Linked DNA regions of Anas platyrhynchos: region 1 is linked to region 2. A link is a contact called in public Hi-C data. All regions are on one chromosome and are shown on one strand. The core of a region is the stretch at or near the end of the contact, and the rest is flanking DNA. Distances in the headings are between cores, read along the strand shown. Region 1 holds the start of ADAMTS17 (ADAM metallopeptidase with thrombospondin type 1 motif 17). Region 2 overlaps ADAMTS17 (ADAM metallopeptidase with thrombospondin type 1 motif 17).

What was found. Hi-C and Micro-C count contacts between places; a contact is called where the count stands out from the background.
Region 1: a contact with region 2 is called in a Hi-C map of skeletal muscle, with 2.6 times the contacts expected there. The contact joins the promoter of ADAMTS17 here to the enhancer-like site in region 2. A contact is called at or near these places in 4 of 8 Hi-C or Micro-C datasets (F5 follicle, liver, skeletal muscle and 1 more).

The regions. Positions count from the first base shown.
Region 1 is chr11:21,697,852-21,704,427 of IASCAAS_PekinDuck_T2T, reverse strand. It overlaps ADAMTS17 (ADAM metallopeptidase with thrombospondin type 1 motif 17), which reads left to right and starts at 3,149. Exons shown (of 23, transcript XM_027465888.3): 1 at 3,149-3,312; 2 at 3,935-4,296. The coding sequence starts at 3,240.
Region 2 is chr11:21,544,089-21,551,536 of IASCAAS_PekinDuck_T2T, reverse strand. ADAMTS17 (ADAM metallopeptidase with thrombospondin type 1 motif 17) reads left to right here. Exons shown (of 23, transcript XM_027465888.3): 21 at 841-993. Among named protein-coding and RNA genes, the nearest start is that of LYSMD4, 36 kb to the right of the region's middle. Within about 2 kb of position 2,401, at least 1 of the 8 cell types and tissues checked has an H3K27ac peak or open chromatin away from gene starts, as enhancers often do. A contact at or near this core is called in F5 follicle, where this site is marked.

The DNA of each region.
Region 1 (6,576 bases), core at 1,900-4,399, 150 kb before region 2:
ATGCAGTCACTGCAGCAGGACCACAGCCCCCTCCAGCCACGTGCGTTATCCTTATTGATAACAATTTCAAGACATTTCTGAAAAGCCCACGGTGTTAAATTAATAAAGTCTGTGTCTCAGTGGAGCTCTGGGACTTGCTTTCAATAAAACCACTGCTGCTCCTAACACGGTTTCCTCTTTTTATTGCATGGGTACTTCCACAGGGCCCTCTCCTCGCCTGGCTCCAGCCTTTGCCAAGAGCAGGGCCTGCCTGTGATACTGCCCCTGATGCAGGGTGTTGCAGCTTCTCGGGCCACTGCCCTGAGGCTCTGCATCTCTGTGATGCTCAGAAAGTCCAGCCCTACCCCATTGTGCTCTGTGCTGGCCAGCCCAGCCGCGGAGTGACTCCTTCCATGCAGTAAGTTACAGACTTCTCTTTATTAGCGCCCCTTTTCCCCCACACTATTAAATTTAGTCTTTCTTTGTGCTGTTATTTTGGCAGAGGACTTCAGAAGGTGGGAGAAAGGCTCTACTAAATACTCACGTAAATCCACGACCCCCAGTCAAACCCTTTTGTTTGAGGGAAGAGCCGAGGCACCAGCTTTGGTCCCTCTGCAAATGAAGACGGCTGGTGGTCTGGGTTTAAACACGACTGTGTGGGGCTCAGGCCAGATCTGGCAGCTCACAAATCAGATTCCTCTTGGCTCTAGGAGTGGAGGATTGCCATGGGTGGGAGAGCTGTGGGGAAGCTGCTGCCCAGAGCTGCTGTGCCAGCCTGGGCTCTGGCCTCAGAGGGAGGTGCTGAAGGCACTGGCTCACTGCAGGTCAGGGGAGAAATTGAGTTTCTGAGGTTTTGCTTTACCCTTACCCATGTTATGCCACAATTGACATAAGGCAAGACAGTCCCAAATGGAGATTTTGTCTTATTTGCCTGGGTTCTGAGCCAGTCCTTTGGCTTCGGTAACTTATTTCTTGTTAGAGCACAGACCAAGCCTTAAAAGAGACTGGAAAATGCAGAGCTTTTAAATCTCACCTGATCTCATGTTAAAAAAAGTGAATTTGCAACACGGCTCCTGGCTTTGCTCAGATTTTGTCTGCTGGGAACTGGTTGGATCCCCAGTTTCAATCTTGTTGCTGGTGGCTGGTAATATCCTCCAAGTGCTGCCACGCTGGGGAGACAAGTTTCCTTGTGGTTCTTGGTGCTTTGGGCTGCCACAATGCCTGGAAGAGAGAAAATGGGGTTAACCTGCCCATCACAGCATGCAGCCAAGTATCTGGTAACGTGATTTATACACTACAATCACTGCTCATGCAAGGCAACACAAGAAATCCTGAACAGAACTGGAAAACAAAACCTCTTCCACAGAAATGGAAAAGGTAAAACTGACAAGCAAGGGGCTGTCAGTGCAGGCTGCAACAGCATTTCTTAGCCTGAAGTCTCCAGAACATCACCCTTTCTGAACAGGCAAAGGCATGGTCTTGAATGTCTGAGGTCCTACCTGGTGCTCTCTGTAGCAGATGGGGCACCAGCAATAAGGTTGTGAGAGATTTGTGTGAGTTGGGAAAAGAGGCAGGTTTGGCTCAAGGAAGAGGGAGGCCAAACCCTCGTGACGGCGTGTGCTTTGTTTCCTCTTTCTGTTGGTCTTGCTGCAGTCTGGTTCTACCCCAGTGAAAGGAGGGGACCATGCTGGGTGAAATTTCTTGAGTGGAAATCTTTGCTGACGATACTGCTGAAATAATTCTAAATTGACGTTTCTTTGTTCTTCCCTCCATTTTGTGTTAACCTGGTTGTCTGCAAAGCTTCTTGCCAGCCTTTTTCTTAGTTTCAAATGGCCCTTTCCTTAGCACTACCCCAGCTGCCTGCCTGCAGGGATGAGCATCCAAATCTGGTTCCCTTTGCTTGCGTCTCAGAGCCATTACCCCTGTCAGTACAACTTTGGACAATCCTTGTGTAAGTGCTGCGCTGAGATCTGCCAGAGTCATTCGCACTCTTTTATGGGTCTTCCTTTGAATTCTTCTATGATTTCAGTAAAAAAAAAAAAAAGGAGTTGCAGATTTCTGCACGAGTTTAAAATCCAAGACGCTGCTCTGCTTGGCCGCAGCAGTTTAAAGCTGCTAACACATTGGGTCCTTACTGCTGTCTACGACCCAGCCATGCCGGCAGCACAGGACCTGATCCAGAGCCCACCAAATTGCAGTGGAAATCTTTTTTCCTGGTGGAAATCACTTCCTGCTTTCCACAGCCCCCAGGCCAGGCTGGCTTCTGACCTCCACGAAGCTGAGGACACGCAGGGCTTGGCCAAGCCATCAGGTAAGGAGGAGCTCTTGGGGCTGTAGGATCTCAGTGAGGATGGAAGCTTGTGCATGGTGAGGATGTGAGTGTGCAAGGATGTGTGTGTGTGTGTGTGAGGATGTGTGTGTCTCACACCTGGAGCAGTGAGAGGAATGGGAGCTGGAGGCTGAATAATTCCTCCTCATCTTCTCCCAAAGCGTCCTCTTGATCAGCACCAACAGCCTGTCCTGCCTGCTTTAAATCCCTCTCTTCTTCATCACTTTAAAGACCAGTCTTTGGATCTCAAGAGATTTTTGCACTTGGTTTTTGCCTTTTTTTTTTTTTTCCTTCTTCCAGCATAACAAATGTTTGTGGGAGTATACAAGATTGTCTAACATCTTCGTGCACCCAGATATTCCCAACCTCATTTTTCCTGCTCTTTTGAGAAATAATGGAGGGGATCAAGCCCTGAGATGCTGCTGGTGGAGAAGGCTACAGGGAATGACGGAACGGATGGATTTATCCTGAGAACTCTTCAAACTTCTCATCAAACATCTTTCAGCAGTAGCAAAAGGTGCTGTGGCGGAGCTCTGTGTCTGGCTGGGCTGTGCCAGAGGCTTTGTGCCCCTCAGCGAGCACCCACCCCTGGCTCAGGGGCTGCTGAGGGCGCTAAGATGGCCCCGGGCCAGCCCTAAAACGGCCCCAAGATGGCGCCCCAGCCCCTGAGGGGCAGCGAAGGGCGCCCCCCGCCGGCCGCCCCCACCCACGTGCCGCCTCCCCCCCTCCGCGCCCGCCTCCTTCGCGGGCAGCCAATCAGCGAGCGGTGGGCGGGGAGAAGAGGACGGCTCAACCAATGGCAGCGCGGGGCCGCGGGCGGGGGGCGTGGCCGGGCGCCCAGCACGCCGCGGCTGCCGGCGGCGCCCCGTACTGCTGCCGAGGGCGGGCAGCGCGCACACGGCTCCGCTCCGCGCCCCGCCGCTGCCGGAAAATGTTCGACGGCTGCCTCCTGCCCCTCGTCTTCCCCTGCCTGCTGCTGCTGGGCGGGACGGACGCCGCCACAGGTAGCGCTGCGCTCCCCCGGCGGTGGCGGCGGTGCCGGTGCGGACCGCAGGGCACGGCTCCGTGCGGCTCCGTGGTCCCCGTTCCGCTGTTTGCCCGCCCGCTGCCGCGGGGCTCCGTGCGGGACGGGACGGGGCGCTGCTGGCTGGGCTCGGCTGCGGCTCGCGCTGCTTTTCCCCCTTCTCCCTGCAGCTTTTTATTGGGGCTGGTGAAACGCGATGCTCGCGGCTACGCTCTCTTTATTTATTTATTTATTTATTTTATTTTTTATAACGAGTGGCTTCAGCCTGTGCTTCGCTCCTCTCCTCCCCGCGCGGCTTTGCCTGTCTCATCCGTGTGTGCACGGCGAGCGCAATAAATCCCCTTTTTCCCCTACCGCTGGCTCCATTGTCTCCGCTGCCTGCTCGCAGCTTCCAGCGCACGGAGCCGCCGAGCTGCAACCCGAGCTCGGGGCTGGCCCCGCGGGGAGGGACAGGGGGGGAAACGGCACGGGACCGGCCCCGGCTGGGGGAAAGGCTGCGAGCCCCCGGTCCTCCCCGTCGTGCCCAGGGTGGTGGTGGTGGTGCTCGGGGGGGGGGGGGGGGGCTACGTGCTCCTGAGCCCCTCTCCCCTTCTCGCCTGCAGCTGGCGGCGCGGAGCTGGAAGTGGTGATCCCGGAGCGAGTGGCGCTGGAGAAGATCCACCTGCTGCCGCCCGCCGGCCGAGGGGATCGCGGCGGCGGCGGCCCCCGGCGCCGACGGGCGCTGCGGAGGGCGGCGGAGGCTCTGCTGCTGCTTCGCCTGCCCGCCGGAGGCAGCGAGCTCTACCTGCAGCTCCGCCGCGACCTCCGCTTCCTCGCCCGGGACTTCGTGGTGGAGCAGCGGCGCGGGGAAGGGCGGCGGGCGGCCGGCCCTCGGCGGCCGTCGGAGGAGCGGCTCTGCTTCTACACGGGACACGTGCTGAACCGCAGCGACTCCTTCGCCTCCCTCAGCACCTGCGCCGGGCTGGTACTGGCAGCGCGCCCCGACGGATGTCCCCCTTACCCCGCGTCCCCTCGGGCTCATGGTGCTGTGGGGAGCTTCCCTGCCGTCCCCTGCCTCAAGGGCTTCGTGCTAGGGGAGATGCCCCACAGAGGCAAAAAGAGGCTGTGGGGTTGTGCAGGCACCTCAGCACCTCACCTCAGTGCCTTGCCTCAGCATTTCACCTCAGTACTTCCCCTCAGCGCCTCACCTCAGCACCTCACCTGGGTGCCTTTCCTCAACGCCTCCCCTCAGCACCTTGCCTCAGTGCCTCCCCTCAGCATTTCACCTCAGTACTTCCCCTCAGTGCCTCCCCTCAGCCCCCTGTCCCACGCTGTGTCTCCGGTGTCCCCCCCGTGAGGGCTTTCTGTCAGCCCCTGGGAGCTGCCCCTGTACCTCAATGTCTGAGGGGCCAAGGCTCACCCCCACAGCAGACATTCACCAAAGGGGTTTGGAAAGTGCTACTGGGGCTGGTGAGTGCTCCTGTGGTGGTGCTGCCTGCCATTTGGGTGGTTGGTGGGCTCTGCCTGCCCTGGTCCCCTCTCCAGCAGGTGTAGGGGACACCGTGGTACAGCCTGGGACAGCGGCGCCTCAGCAAGAAGAGGTGATCTTATGTGGGACGGCCTGCGTGATTCTCAGTGGAGGTTTAGAAGGTCAAGACAAGGGATAGCTTGTAATAATTGCTGAAAGTGCTTCAGAAAGTCACTGGGGCATTAAGCGTGACTCCTGGTTAGTAGTCCTGGGACGCGTGCCTAACTTCCTGGTGCAGGACTGTTGAGGGATATTTCACCTTAAACTCTTTGCAGTGTTAAACACTCCGTGTGCTCTGCACTTTGGGCTTCCAGCCCTCCTTCCTGAACCATATGAGGGCGCTGTGCCTCAGGTTTAAAAAAAAAAAAAACACCACAAAGTGGCTTCAAGATGCTGAGCATTTGAGTGGCACTGTAAACCGAGCTGTGTGCCACCGAGGGCTTGCTGAGTTTAAAGCCGATACCTGTTTTAAGCTTTAAGTCACTACCAGCTCTGTGCTTTTGTCACCAGGCACGTTTTGTTGTTCCCATTCATGAAGTGCTGGGCTTCCAATGCTACCAACTCCAGCAGAGCTAAAAAGCACACAAGACAGAGAAGGAATGTTTTAAAGAAAGAAGAATGTAGTTGTAGGCACGGTATTAACTGCCGGAGATCAGGGAATGGAGGAGGGGGAGAGAAAAAGATTGGCGATGCTCCCAGTAGAAAAGTTGGAAAAGAAACACGACTAGTTAGCCTTTGTTCATTACTCTGCAACTATGAGCTGCAATATTGCAAGATCTGTTTATGTCATGAATTCTGAGCAATGACTAAATTGACATAACTGAGCTAGTTGGCGTAATTTGTGATGAAAAAGTGACTTCTGTCAAAGCTGCTGGTTTGTGGCACTTTGGGGGACCAAAATCAATACTGCCACATGTGTCAGTGGCAGTGTTGGTAAAGCTCTGCTCAGTTTGCCTGGGAGTGCTGAGAGTGGTGTGGGCAGATGCGTTCAGAGAGAAGTGTTTCTGCATGTTAGGAGACTCCTTTCCTTTTAGAGGAATCCATTCATTTACTTTTCATTCAGATAATCACCAGGAATGGGGAAAGGGCTCAAAGCAGAGGTATGGTACATACGAGTGAGTGAGGCTTATAACACCTTCATGAATGAAAAATAGAGAGCAGAAAGCTGGCAGTCTCTAGGCTGAACCCAAACTTCAGATAAACCTCATGCTATTGAAATGGGTTCACTAAGTTGACCCACGTCACCATGTAGACCATATTCTGGCTAAATTGACCTTTTGGCTTCTTAAGCCTATTTGTAAACATGAAACACAGCAGATTTTAGCCTCCTGTCACAGTGTTTACTCAGCCTTTTGCAGTGGCTGTGCTAAATCCACATACCTGCGATGAAAGCTATGCGATTTAGTGGGAAGGTGCTTCCAGGGATCAGAGGAATGAAGAGTTTGCCTCGGATTATCTAGGAATACCTTGAATCTAGAGCAGAACTGAAGTCAGACGACTTCAGAGCCCAAATTGTTTGCCTTCTAGTTGGCAATTACAATACCCAAACCATTGCTGCAGCACTCTTTGTATTTTCCAGTTGCTTCCTTAGGTGCTGTTGGCAGCAGAAAGAATAAGGCTTTGCCCTCAGCAGCAGCACAGCTTCACAGGTGGGAAAACAGTCAAGGTTTGCGTGCTGGGCTAAAAGAAGGAGCTTGGTTGTGGAAACCTTGCCACCTGTGTATCCTGTCGGTCGTG
Region 2 (7,448 bases), core at 1,152-3,651:
CCTCCCCCTTTTAGAAGCTACCTCGGTAGTGCCCGAGCACAAAAATATTTGCAGGCATTTTTTTGTTCACTTGCATGAATATTTGTTACAGTGCCCAAAGGCTCGAATCAAGTCTTCCTCTAGCAACTGCTGCTAGCAGCTCTAGTAGCCTGCTGCTTTCTCAGAGGACTTCAAGCAGTCCCTGCCTATGCTTTTGAGAAGCCCATTTTCCACCTCTGCTGATGCCTGTGGCTAACTTCTGGCCAGGTGTGGAAGCTGATCCCAACATTGTGGCTCACTGAATAATGTCTCTGCTGAGCCGTCCACTGTGTGCACTTGAAGTTCTTTGAAATTAACATCACGATGAGGAGATGGCAACACAGAGTGAAGGTCATGTATGTGTTCACATGCGAACATGTGAGAAGTGTGACTTCACCACCGTGCATACAAACAGTTCTACAAAGCTGTTTTTGTAACACTGATCGCATTCTACTGTGAGTTAAAAATGCAATTTTCACCATCATTTTAGTCCTGTGATAAAGGAATATTGCAGTTCTGTTATGAATGCTGAGCTCTTAAACACAAGATGTAGTGATTTTTCCTCTGTAACACCAATTCTAGCACGATGCTAACTGATATTAAAGAAGGTTGATTTTCAGAATTGGCATTTTTTAAAAGTAAAGTATTTCCCCAGCAGACACCATACTTTTCAAATGACTCATGTGTTTGAAAGGGGTTTAATTATTGGGGGAAAATCTTACAGGTAATCAGTTTTTCTTCGTGTGCATAACTATGTTACCCCAAAAAAGTTTTTATTTCTAGGCATTGTGTGACAGAAAACAAATAGCTATTGTTTTGCAGTGTTCAGCAGACTGTGGCAAAGGGATACAGAAAAGAACAGTGACGTGCACAAATTCTCAAGGAAAGTGTGATGCAGCCACCAGGCCAAGAGACGAGGAGGAGTGTGAGGATCACACAGGCTGTTACGAATGGAAAACAGGCGATTGGTCTAAGGTAACAGTGAACACGATGTGGTATTTTCGTTCTAAATGCAAAGTGCTGTGCTTCTGTGTGCAGTCTGTTTTGCAATTCAAGTATTTGAAAGGGAAGGGTTTTACTCATTTTGATTAGAGTTTTTTTCTGGGCTTTAAACTTTCCCTTTCTGCCATTTGTGACCCAAACACTGCAACATGTTCTTGTGGAAATTACCCAGCAAGTTGTAACTAAGTGTATTACAAACAGCATAGAAATCAGTATTAATTGACAGTTTAACCATCCCAAGGCTAAACCCACACAGCCTGCCCATAAAAAAGGAAGATTCTCACCACAGGCCAAAACTCATCCATCAACTGAGTTCTTAGTGTTGAAAGGCTCCTTTACAAGCGATGCTGAAACCACTTTCCGTATTTCAAAAAACAAACTCTGAAGCGAGCTGGCTAACAGGTTGAGTGCTACAAGAAGGAGTTCATTAGCAGTATCTTCCAGGACTGCAGGGAGCAAAGGAGGTATCCCGTGCCCAGCTTGGGCAAGCTAAAAACAAAACAGCAGAAGTTTGAGTTCCTTCAGTATATATGTGTGTTAAGTATTTGCACTTTGAATGAGAAACCTAGTCCCTGAGAAAAGGAGAAATCTCAGGAGAGGTTGTGGTGAGAGTGTTGTCTCCCTCAAAGCATCAATACACAGCTGAGAAGAGTTGAGCCTTAGTTTTCTTACCCCACAAGTGATAAATCTGAGGGTCTGGGTCTGGGAGAACTGTTGTTAAACTGAATACTACGGGGGGGAAGTGTGAGGAAGCCTCAGCAGACTCGCAGAGACAAAGGCTGATAGAGAGCACTCACAGCTGAAGTCTGTTTGCCCTCCTTGTGCTGGTCCTGCATGCAGTCTGATGGTATATACCATTTTATTACCACAGATGCAAAACCAGACCTGTGCAGCTGAATCTTGTGCTATTCTGAGACCTACACAGCACAGGCCAGGCCCAGACTTATTCCAACTGCCTGAAATGAAAGTAGGCCATCGATTTAAAGGCAGAGCCAAAACCATCAGTCCCTTCCTCGGGGCTGGATTTCACCTTCACTTAGGCCTGTCTGAACTTAGTTTCGCCAGTGACATCAGTGGAATTAATTCCTGCATGCAGTGGATTAAAGCAGAGCAGAGTCTGCTCTGTATTTGCATTCTAATCTTAAAGTAACAGGTAGTTTTACTTGGACAGGAGCAGTGTAAGAAACTCACCCTCTGCCAGCGTTGTTCATAAAGCATCCTTTACATTACTGACTCATGTCTGCATAAAGAAATGAAATTTCCCAGGAATATTATATTCCAGCTTGGTTTTATCTTATCTTTGTAACTGTACTGTTCTTTAAACAGAAAGCCTACTTTGTGTTTTGGAATGTACGGCATGCACAGAAACCACTGGGATACAGTAGTTGCATTTTACAGTCCAAAAACCCAAACACCAGCAAGCAAAATCCAGTGAAGCAGAGGCCCATGATGGGCAAATTGGCTTATCTGCAATTGCATTTTTTTTGCATTAAGATAGGGAGTTATGAATATTTGTAGATATAGCATGTCATAGACGCACAAATTGAATGGTATCAGTGCTGGAGAATGCATTAAGAACCTGCCACATACAAAAGATCTGCATTTATGCTGAGCCAGGAATTTGTATCACAGAATGTTTGGAGTATTGAACATTATTTTATTTATAACCTGGCATGCAGAATCCACGCAAGCAAGCCAAGACAAACAGTTCCTGTATGTTAACAGGTGAAATAACATTATTTATTTATTTGTGGAATTTTAAAAGTTTTTGGCAGGAAAATTGACCCGGATTCTCTTTATAGGGAGGAATATGAAATAGCTGTGTGTTCACTGATTACATGGGTTGAAAGTTCGGTATTGTGCGAGTGGTTCCCATCTGATAAAGAAGTTGGCTCACTGCTGGAAAGGCTGCAATCATACATTGGTCACAGTAAATAGTGGTGATGATGGATTTTATGTCTGCATACGAGCAGTGTAGGATCAGTGCAAAATCACTTGTTATTTGCAGTTCTTAACTCAGGATCAGGATCTTCTCTGTGCAGAAGGGCAAAAAAGCTTCTGCACTGTTTATGTGGCCTGTTTCCACCCGCAGCTCGTGCCAACTCTCTGCTTCGCAGGAATTTCACCTTGTGCAAGTCCAGTAGATGTTTTTGGACTTAGATTTGGTTTATAACGAACATTACAAATTCTAGACATCCTGGTTAATTTTGACTGAAGACTTTCACACAATTAGTTTCTTACTCTGAATAAAGAGGTAAAGAAAAAACACCATAAGACTGGTAGAAAAGGGTGTGGGTAGATACAGTTCTAAAAATGGTTATTGCCCCAGAAACCCAGATAGCTGAAATATTTGATGTGGAGCACCGGGTAGGATTTTCATTATCCGGATCCAGAAGCTTTAATGCAGGGCTAAGGCCTAGGGGGAGAACCTTTACAGCTATTAGCAATTCCTTCTTGGGGTTGTCTGGCTTAAACACTTCATCCATTAAGGAGAAATAAAACAGTCTCTGGCGGTTAGATTACAGTGAATTCTTTAAAATTCTCTGAACAAGTAGCAACTTTTTGCAATTAGTGCATTGTGCATTTGCTTCTTATTGTTAAGAATCATCGGGGAAGCAAGATTTAATGATCGGTAGTAATTATCACAGATTAAAATAAGGCTTCGATGTGTTTTGTGCAAACAGCTTGCATGGTGACTTGGCCTCCAGTCCTTAACTTCACCAAACCAAGATCATTTGAAGACATCAGAAAATCATAAAAAGGAGGCAAAACCTCATTAAAAATTCAAGTCTAGATACAGCTTATCAGTAGAATGGGCTCTCTGTTAGTAATGACTCTGTAGCCATTGCCTGTTCACACTCTGAAGATGAGAATTTTTGTTCCTATTTCTCTCAAGGTTGTCTGTGAATGGTCCTTACTGTGTTCTGTAACTGTGGAAAGGATTTGGAGCAGAGCAGATTTAGCAAGCAGTCTGGGTTGTGACATTTGTATATTCCCAATGTGTTTGCAGCTTATTTCAAGTGTGCCACGAGGAGCCGATATATCTAGTTCCCTTTGCAAACACATAGGGCCAGGTCGATAAAATTATTTTAAATGTCCTTGAAGTTACCTTTGTTAGTTCTAAACCTGAGCTTTACGAATTGCCCACTCTAATTCAGAAGACAGAATATTGTTCTGTTACTAGTGACCATGATAACCTGTTACCAGCTAGTGCTGTTAAACTTTCTATGCACTACTGCAACTTCTCTCTTAAATCTCTTATCTTAAAGGGATATACTTAATGTTATTAGCATTTAGCACAAATGCAGCATTATTATGATGAGCAACATAACTAAAATGTTCCTGGTCTGGGAGTCTTCACACCTAGTAGAAAGGCAGATTGCACAGTGGGAGACCCACTGAAGGTGTTAACCTGAAATTATTTTTTTACTGTTGCTTGGGTTCTTCAGAATTGCAGTTCATTATATCATCCTTTATATATGATGCAATATACAAAGGGGAGTCCAAGGCATCTCCCGTTCAGTCTTTTCGTCCAAAAGGAAATTCCACATCCAGTTTGTATTCAGTTAAAGAAATAAACACCGCATACACTTTCTGCTTTGCAATAGTTCTTCTGTGTTTGAAATCCGAGCTGTTAAATGTTCTAGCACTGGAAACATTTTTACATTTTTGCTGTAATTGTGCTAGTCCAAAGAACAAACATAGGTTGCTCACTTTCTCAACACTTGCTTCGGAGTCCCAGGCTGCTGAAGATACGCCTCTTGATGCGTTAGCAAGACAGTAGGTCATTCCTTCACAAGGAATTGATTTTGCTGACAAACTTTGTGTCGAGTATTCCATTCCTGTACAGAATGCAGGCAGCTAGTGAGCAGAACATGTCTGTGTGCATGCAGCTCGCCGGAAAGCTTAGCAGGATGCACAGTCTGAGTTTGAACTGCTCGCGTGCTGTAGGCTACACCTGAAGGGATCAGGACTGACTGCACTGAAGTCTGCCGTGCCTCCTGGAGCTGAAAACACGTGTCCTAAATGATGTGGGAGCACATTACTGGCTTGCTGCAGGGAGCTGCCTGCTAGATGTGCTGGCTAGGTGTGGTAGTGACAAGGAACAGTTGTGCTTGAGGATGAGCAGCACTGGGGACTGCTTTGTAGCTACCCAGGCTTCCCCATTCTGTCCTTAATGCTCTCCCCTTCTGCTCTAGTTATAATGAAGCAGGGAAATCACTCAGCTGCACTCATACAGGCCAAGGCTGTACTTCTTCAGTTCCTTTTGTCCAGTTGGCTTATGGACTCTTCTAGGATATAACCAAAGAGGCAAGATTATGTATCAGGAGCAATTCTCCAGAAGACTTTTACGTATTTTTCTTCATTTCCAGTTTTACTTCGTTGTTTCATTCAACACGCTCTACTTCTGTCTTGTGACTGAAGTATTGTATTTCACGCCAAGAGCACAAAATGCTTCAGGGTTTCCCATGTCACTTTTGGCTATTCTCTTTTTAAGTGGTATTATATCAAGGAAGGCAAAAATTACAAGCAAGATGCTCTGACTCCATCGTTAGTGCTGATTTTCACAAGGGTGCTTTTCCAGTTTTGTGGGTAGAAGTTTAAGCATGCAAATTCTGTCCCTCAGGCAACAATTTGGCCCATTAACCTATTGTATTACATAGCCCAATGAAAAGGTTTTTAGAAGACGAAAGACACATAGAAACCTTGTAAGATATTGGCTCTGCCATATTTTTTCTTCACTTACGTTAGTATAAATGCAGATTCTTTCAGCCACCTAAGTTACTGCAGGTTTTTGCCAGTGCCATTCAGACCAGAATCTGGCCTGCTGGCCTGTGCAAGAACCTTGGGTCTTGTGTAGGAACCATCACAGATTCATGGGTTTTGGTGAAAACGGAAATAAATATATGACATCCCAAACTGAGCTTCCTTGAGCAAAGGAGAGAAGCGGAGGACAAAGCTTTTTCTACCACTTCACATTTTTTATAACCACCTGGCACAACTTTTCACTGAATTCAGAGATTGTACACTCCAGAATCTGCAAAGCTTTAGGAATGATCAGCTTGGCAAAGTGTGATGTTAAAAAATATTCTTGTTGCCAAATCGTGTCAATAATGATAAAACACACCTGAAATATTCCCTATAGCCACCTGCCCTCCCTGCACATCACTAGTTGCCAATTTCTTTACGGTGTTTTGTTGAGCCTGTGAAATACTGGCTGGGGGTTCTCATCCCAGGAGAATATTAACAATAGGGAGAAAAAAAAAAGTAATTTCCTATAAGAAAAATACTGGTTTTGTGCCAGACATTGAGGTGTTTCATACTGAAGATCAGCAGTCATTCATCACGGTGGGTGGTAACAAGGCTTTTGTAATTGCAAATTAATTGTTTTGGCAGGAAGGCAGGAGGTTGCGCTCTCAGAGAGATAAAACCCCAAACCTTACAGCACACAGAGAAGCCTGCTTTTTTCAAAATACTCTACAATCTTCCAGTGCCAGGAAGGCATGTTTTCCAAGGTCCAAATGTTTGGGAACATCAACAAAAATCCTCTATATGCCTCACTTTTAACGCTTAACTCACATTACATGATAAGAAGAGCAAATCAAGGACAGCTGTGGTTGGAGAGGTGTATTCAAAACTGTTGCAAACATAGCAGCAAACTGTCCTTTGTTCTAACACTCATTACAAATTCATGGCTTGACCCGCCATCTGTTCATGATAAACCATGGACAACTTGTTAATTCTTCATAAAGGTCATCTCCTTCCACCTTGGAGAAAATAACTTTTCTTGTTGCATTGAGAGAAAACTCTGCAGGAGGGATGGTGGCTTAAAACTGCAGTCGCACGCTGCAGCTGACAGAGCTTTTCCTGCCTCTTACTTGCATTGGCTTAGCGAACAGCTTTCTGATTTATGGCTGCTCATGTGCATTCAGCACCACAGCTAGAAACTGACATTGGAAAATTGTCCACAGGTCTCACTGGTGCAAATCAGTTGCTCTCCAGAGAGTGACACAGCTGATAGGAGAGGAGAGGACCCAGCAGGCTTCTGTATTTTAACTTTCCACATCTGTAGTTGTAGGCATGGCCAGGAGCCAGATCATCAGTGTGTCCTAAACCTACTGCCGTAGCGGACAGCAATTGCACTGCTCGTTCTTGTCCCCTGAGTTGTTTTTTTCCTCTGGCCAGCAATCACTGATGTGCAAATCACAGCCTCTTTTACCACCTGTACTGCTTTATTGCGGACAAACTAAGAAATAGTTTTCATACCTGCAGTGCAAATACACACTGGAGGAAAGAAAGGACAGCTAAAACAAGTTCAGCTTACCTACAGGCCTCTGGATGGCCATGGGACCATCACTTAATGCATTTACACCGCTAAGTCCTAGTCCGTATCAGCACTAAAAGAAGTTTGAAGCTCTCTCTAGACC